2 separate regions of the Sus scrofa genome follow, and region 1 is linked to region 2. A link is a contact called in public HiChIP or PLAC-seq data. All regions are on one chromosome and are shown on one strand. The core of a region is the stretch at or near the end of the contact, and the rest is flanking DNA. Distances in the headings are between cores, read along the strand shown.

The links. HiChIP or PLAC-seq counts read pairs in DNA pulled down with a chosen protein or histone mark.
Region 1: an H3K27ac HiChIP or PLAC-seq map of alveolar macrophages shows a contact between it and region 2. The contact joins two enhancer-like sites. A contact is called at or near these places in 1 of 47 Hi-C or Micro-C datasets (embryonic fibroblasts) and 1 of 2 datasets of contacts at active chromatin or transcription factors (alveolar macrophages).

The regions. Positions count from the first base shown.
Region 1 is chr13:115,727,707-115,730,406 of Sscrofa11.1, forward strand. The region is part of intron 1 of LOC106505748 (a long non-coding RNA gene); the gene reads left to right. Among named protein-coding and RNA genes, the nearest start is that of TBL1XR1, 240 kb to the left of the region's middle. Within about 2 kb of position 1,300, at least 31 of the 83 cell types and tissues checked have an H3K27ac peak or open chromatin away from gene starts, as enhancers often do. A contact at or near this core is called in alveolar macrophages, where this site is marked.
Region 2 is chr13:115,369,092-115,371,791 of Sscrofa11.1, forward strand. The region is part of intron 2 of TBL1XR1 (F-box-like/WD repeat-containing protein TBL1XR1); the gene reads right to left. Among named protein-coding and RNA genes, the nearest start is that of TBL1XR1, 120 kb to the right of the region's middle. Within about 2 kb of position 1,425, at least 2 of the 83 cell types and tissues checked have an H3K27ac peak or open chromatin away from gene starts, as enhancers often do. A contact at or near this core is called in alveolar macrophages, where this site is marked.

The DNA of each region.
Region 1 (2,700 bases), core at 50-2,549, 360 kb after region 2:
GCTTTCTTAATTTCTTGTTATCTCATCCCAGAAACTCTGAATTAACATGGCAAAAGTCCACTGTTTTGAGTTCAGGAAAAACAATATAATTCTTCTATATCTTTTCACAGACTTTGCTTGTTGGGCCAGAAGCCCGACTCATTTGGACACAGCTGTACTCTGAACTTACATCACTAGTTAACATTTCCACTTCTAGGCATTCATGTGGCTTATTTGTTCCAGAGATTTTCTGTTCCCTGATTAAATGTTTCACTGTGCTGTACCCACAGACTCATAAACTAGTTCACTGGCTGATTTTTCAAGACTGGGATTTAAAGAGCCAGTGACCTATTAAAAAACTTCATTTTTTTTTATCAATTAGATATGAAGCCTGCCCTATACACAATCTCAGTGTATGTTAAGTTTTTGTATTTGATCCTACATTTCCCTCTGTGAGGCTCTTTCCACTCATAGGGAGCTAAATTTATAGGGTTCATCTGGTGTCCCATTCTTAATCTGGGGAGCTGTACCCTAATCCTTATTAAGGCATTAGTAGCTGATTATGGGTTGACCATTCACATCTGAAGCTTGTGTGACTGAAATTTGGAAGTATTTAAAACCCTCCAAGAATGAAATTATAATGACAGTGTGACCTGGATGAATCAGGTTTTATGATAGTAGAGATTTTACCAGTTATAGTGTTTTGGGGCAACAGGCCTTGATCTTTTTTCCCAAACTGAATTTTTCTTGTTGGGGTCTATACCTACTAAGGGCTTCTGTTGTGTTTCCCATGAAGAATGACTAAGTCTTTGATTGGGAGTTGTTCCTTGATTAAAACAGGAACAGTGCAGAAAGAAATAAGCCTGCCCATCGGAGAACAGTTAAACACTGGTACTGCTCACAGCAGGGTGGTGTGGGGAACTGGCTTCTGGGACAGCACAGGAGCACAGTGCAGTGTTGGTGACTGTCATGCTGGTGAAATACCATGACATCTGAGGCCCCATGACATCTCTGTGTGGAAACATTTATTTCACAAGTGCAGACACTGATACCCTGGTTCTAGTGACCTTAAGACTTTCACTTCTATTTGTGCCTCTCTGAGATTCAGAGTGTGGGAAAGATGATTTTCAAGTTTCCATCCTTCTCACACTGATCCCTGCTGAATATTGGGATCGTTTCTGACCAGTACACCAGAGATGCTTCGGAGGTAGAGAGAAGCTTACCTCTAATGGACAAACAGGATGGGGCTGTATGGAGCAGTGAGATTGGCTGGAGAACTCTCTGAGTCATGTGCCAGACTGCTCTGCTGACATCTAGCTGAAGCCAGACAACCCTGCTCAAGACCAGGGTGCTGACCTAGGAAGGGTGGGTCCTGAGAGCTCACTGCTATGACACGTAACCACCCAGATCACTGGTTTCTTGAGTCATGTTACCACTTGCTCCTCTACTTCCAACCCTCCTGCTCTCAGGCACACCCAGCCAGTGACTGGGTCAACAATTGAAGTCTGTGAATCTGGCAGACCTTTCTCACGGATAAGGGGCAGCCTATGCTGTGGCTACTGTGGTGACTGGCATGTTCTTTAGGATGGCCACGCACAGGAAATACACTTCTGCTGTAGAGACTATCTAGTATTTTATGTTAATTCTGGTGTGTGGTCCCTGCAGAATCTTGGTACGATGAGGAAAATGGAAGGCATCACATTTTGATACATGTCATGACATCTTTAAGGGATGAGAAAAGCCTCTAATTAGCTTGTACCTATTTGGAATGCTTTCAGAAGTTTTGTGTTACCTCCTATAAGACATTGTTAGAGAGCCTGACCAGTGTTACACTCCTGCATTTTTAGAGTACATGTGGAGTGTTTTCTCTATGAGAATGTGAGCTACTTTGGGAGACTTGGTTATTTCTTCTTCAGAGTCTAGTAACATTGTTCAGTAGAATTTTTTGTGATCATGGAATTGTTCTATAATTAGCTACTAACCTCCTATGGCTATTGAGTGCCTTGAAATGTGGCTAGTGTGACTGGGAACTGGATTTTTGGTGTCTTTAATTTTGCCTTAATAGCCGTGTGTGAATATTGGCTACCACACTGGACAACACAAGTTTGGAATACTATTTCCTGGCTTATGGGAGGCAGACTAAATCACTATATGTTGAATTGAATTTACCATTCTTCAAGGCACTTGCCAAAATACACTTTTGCTATGTGTTTTTCAGATTTCTAATGTAACTTACTCTCAGTAATTCTAGATTGTCTATTTGTATGACACTTCAATAAGAATTTATTCTACATCTGGACCTAGACAGTCACTGTTACTGGAGCAGTGTTTCAGGGACTCCCAGGGCATAGGGAAAGAAAAATCCCACAATGATGCATAACGCTTCTGCTGTTTCCATAAATATACTTTCTAGATCCTCTCTGCCTTCCACAGTTCTTCCTAGATCATTTCCCAGTGAAAGTGGGAAATTGGATATTTCATAAATATTTTGACTTTCTTTCTGCTGCTGGGGAGGAAACAGAGTAGCACTTGCCACTGGAAGATGTCTGGATTTGAATCTCAGATCTGTGACTTCGGAAGAATCATTTAAATCTTTATAACTTCAATGTTTCTTTATCGAATGGAAATAAGAGGAATTCTTTCAGTCCTTTGTGCCTTTCAGAGTAGAAGTGTAAGAATCTTTGGCTTAAAGTGTGCAAATCTTCCTGAGCTATGAAACCC
Region 2 (2,700 bases), core at 175-2,674:
CTATACTACCCAAGGCAATCTACAGACTCAATGCAATCCCTATCAAATTGCCAATGGCATTTTTTCACAGAACTAGAACAAAAAATTTTTAAATTTGCAGGGACACGAAAGACTATGAAGAGCCAAAGCAATTTTGAGAAAGAAAAAATGGAGCTGGAGGAATCAGGCTCCCTAACTTCAGGCTATACTATAAAGCCACAGTCATCAAAACAGTATATAGAATGAGCCCCCAAACAGAAATATAGATCAATGGTACAGGATAGGAAGCCCAGAGATAAGCCCATTCACCTATGGTCAACTAATCTAGGATAAAGGAGGCAAGAATATACAATGGAGAAAGAACAGTCTCTTTGATAAGTGGTGCTGGGAAAACTGGACAGCTACATGTAAAAGAAAGATATTAGAACATTCTCTAACACCATATATAAAAATAAACTCTAAATAGATTGAAAACCTAAACATGAGGCTGGACACTATAAAACCCTTAGAGAAAAACAGGCAGAACACTTCAACACAAATCATAGCAATATCTTTTTCATCAGCCTCTTAGAGTAAAAAAAATAAAAAGAAAAAGAAACAAATGAAAATCTTTTTTTTTTTTTTTTTTTTTTTTTTAGCAGGGAGTACACCAGATACACATGGACATTTCTGGGCCAAGGATCAAACCCACGCCACAGCAGCAAATCAAACTGCCGGAATGACACCACCATATCCTTAACCCACTGCATCACAAGAGACCTCCAAATGGGACCTAATTAAATGTAAAAGCTTCTTCACAGCAAAAGAAACCATAAAACGAAAAGATAACCTACAGAATGAGAGACAATATTTACAAACGAAGTAACTGACAAGGGATTTATCTCCAAATATACAGTTTATGCAGTCAATATCAAAAAAACAAACAACTCAATCAAAAAATGGGCAGAAGATCGAAACAGACATTTCTCCAAAGAAAACACATAGATGGCCAAAAAACACATGAAAAATGTTCAACATCACTAATTATTAGAGGCATACAAATCAAAATTACAATGAGCTATCACCTTACACAAGTCAGAATGAGAATCATCAAAAAATCTACAAACATTAAGTGCTGAAGAGGATGTGGAAAAAAGGGAACCTTCCTACACGGGAATGTAAAATGGTACAACCACTATGGAGAACAGTATGGAGGTTACTTAAAATACTAAATATAGAACTACCATCTGATCCAGCAATCCCACTCCTGGGGATATATCTGGAGAAAACCATAATTTGAAAAGATACAGGAGTTCCCATTGTGGCACAGCGGAAAATAATACGACTGGTACCCATGAGGATGTGGGTTCAATCCCTGGCCTCGCTCAGTGGGTCAGGGATCTGGCAATGCCTTGAGCTGTGGTGTAGGTAGGAGACGTGACTCAGAAGTGACTCAAATCCAGTGTTGCTGTGGCATAGGCCGGCGGCTGTAGCTCCAATTCGACCCCTAGCCTGGGAACTTCCATATGCTGTGGGTATGGCCCTAAAAAGCAAAAAAAATAAAGCAATAGCCAAGACATGGAAGCAACCTAAATGTCCAATGACAGAGGAATAAAGAAGATATAGTACTATGTACAATGGAATATAACTCAGCCATAAAAAGCACAAAATAATGCCACCTGTAACATGGATGGACCTGGAGATTATCATAATAAATGTTAAGTCAGAGAAAAACAAATATCAGATGATATGACTTATATGTAGAATCTTTAAAAAGGATACAAATAAACTTATTTGTAGAATAGAAACAGACTGTAAAAAATTTATGGTTACCAAAGGGGAAATGGTTGGAGGGGGATTAAATTAGGAGTTTGGGATTAACATATACATACTACTACAGATAAAAGATAACCAACAAGACCTACTGAAGAGCACAAAGAAATCAACTCAATATTCTGTAATAACCTATGTGGGAAAAGAATCTGAAAAAGAATGGATATATGTATAACTGATTCACTTTGCTGTATACATGAAAGTAACATAACAACTTAAGTCAAAACATAAAAAAATGAAGAAAAAAAAAAGTAAATTTAAAAAAATCACAGACAAGAGTTCCTGTCCTGGCTCAGCAGTAACGAACTCGACCAGTATCCTTGAGGACATGGGTTTGATCCCTGGCCTCGCTCAGTGGGTTAAAAGATCTGGCGTTGCCATGAGCTGTGGTATAGTTTAGACATGGCCTGAATCTGGTGTTGCTGTGGCTGTGGCGTAGGTCAGCAGCTAGAGCTATGTTTCAACCCCCAGCATGGGAACTTCCATATGCCACACCTGCAGCCCTAAAAAGAAAAGGAAGAAAAAAAAAAAAAAAAAAAAAAACCACAGACAAAAAAAAGCATCAGGTAGGAACAAATAAAGCATATCAAACCATAATCACACTGAAGGCATTCTGTGTCCACCCCTTTTAAGTGCTCTGCCTAGTCAGGTTATATCAATTCTCTAACTATGAAGACAGACTTTAATCCTATCTTATTAAAATCTGCTTCTTTCTATTTTATAGTAGATATACTTCATTTCTAATGCTATTCAAAGTGCTCAAAACTAAAAACCACATCCTTTACCTTTGTCATGCCCATGGAAAAATGTTTATTTAGTATAGAAATGGGGTTTCAAAGTGAGGTCTGTTGACCCTTAATGTTTCCAAAAATTTTGAAGAGTCCTAAAAGTCAAAATTATTTTTATAGT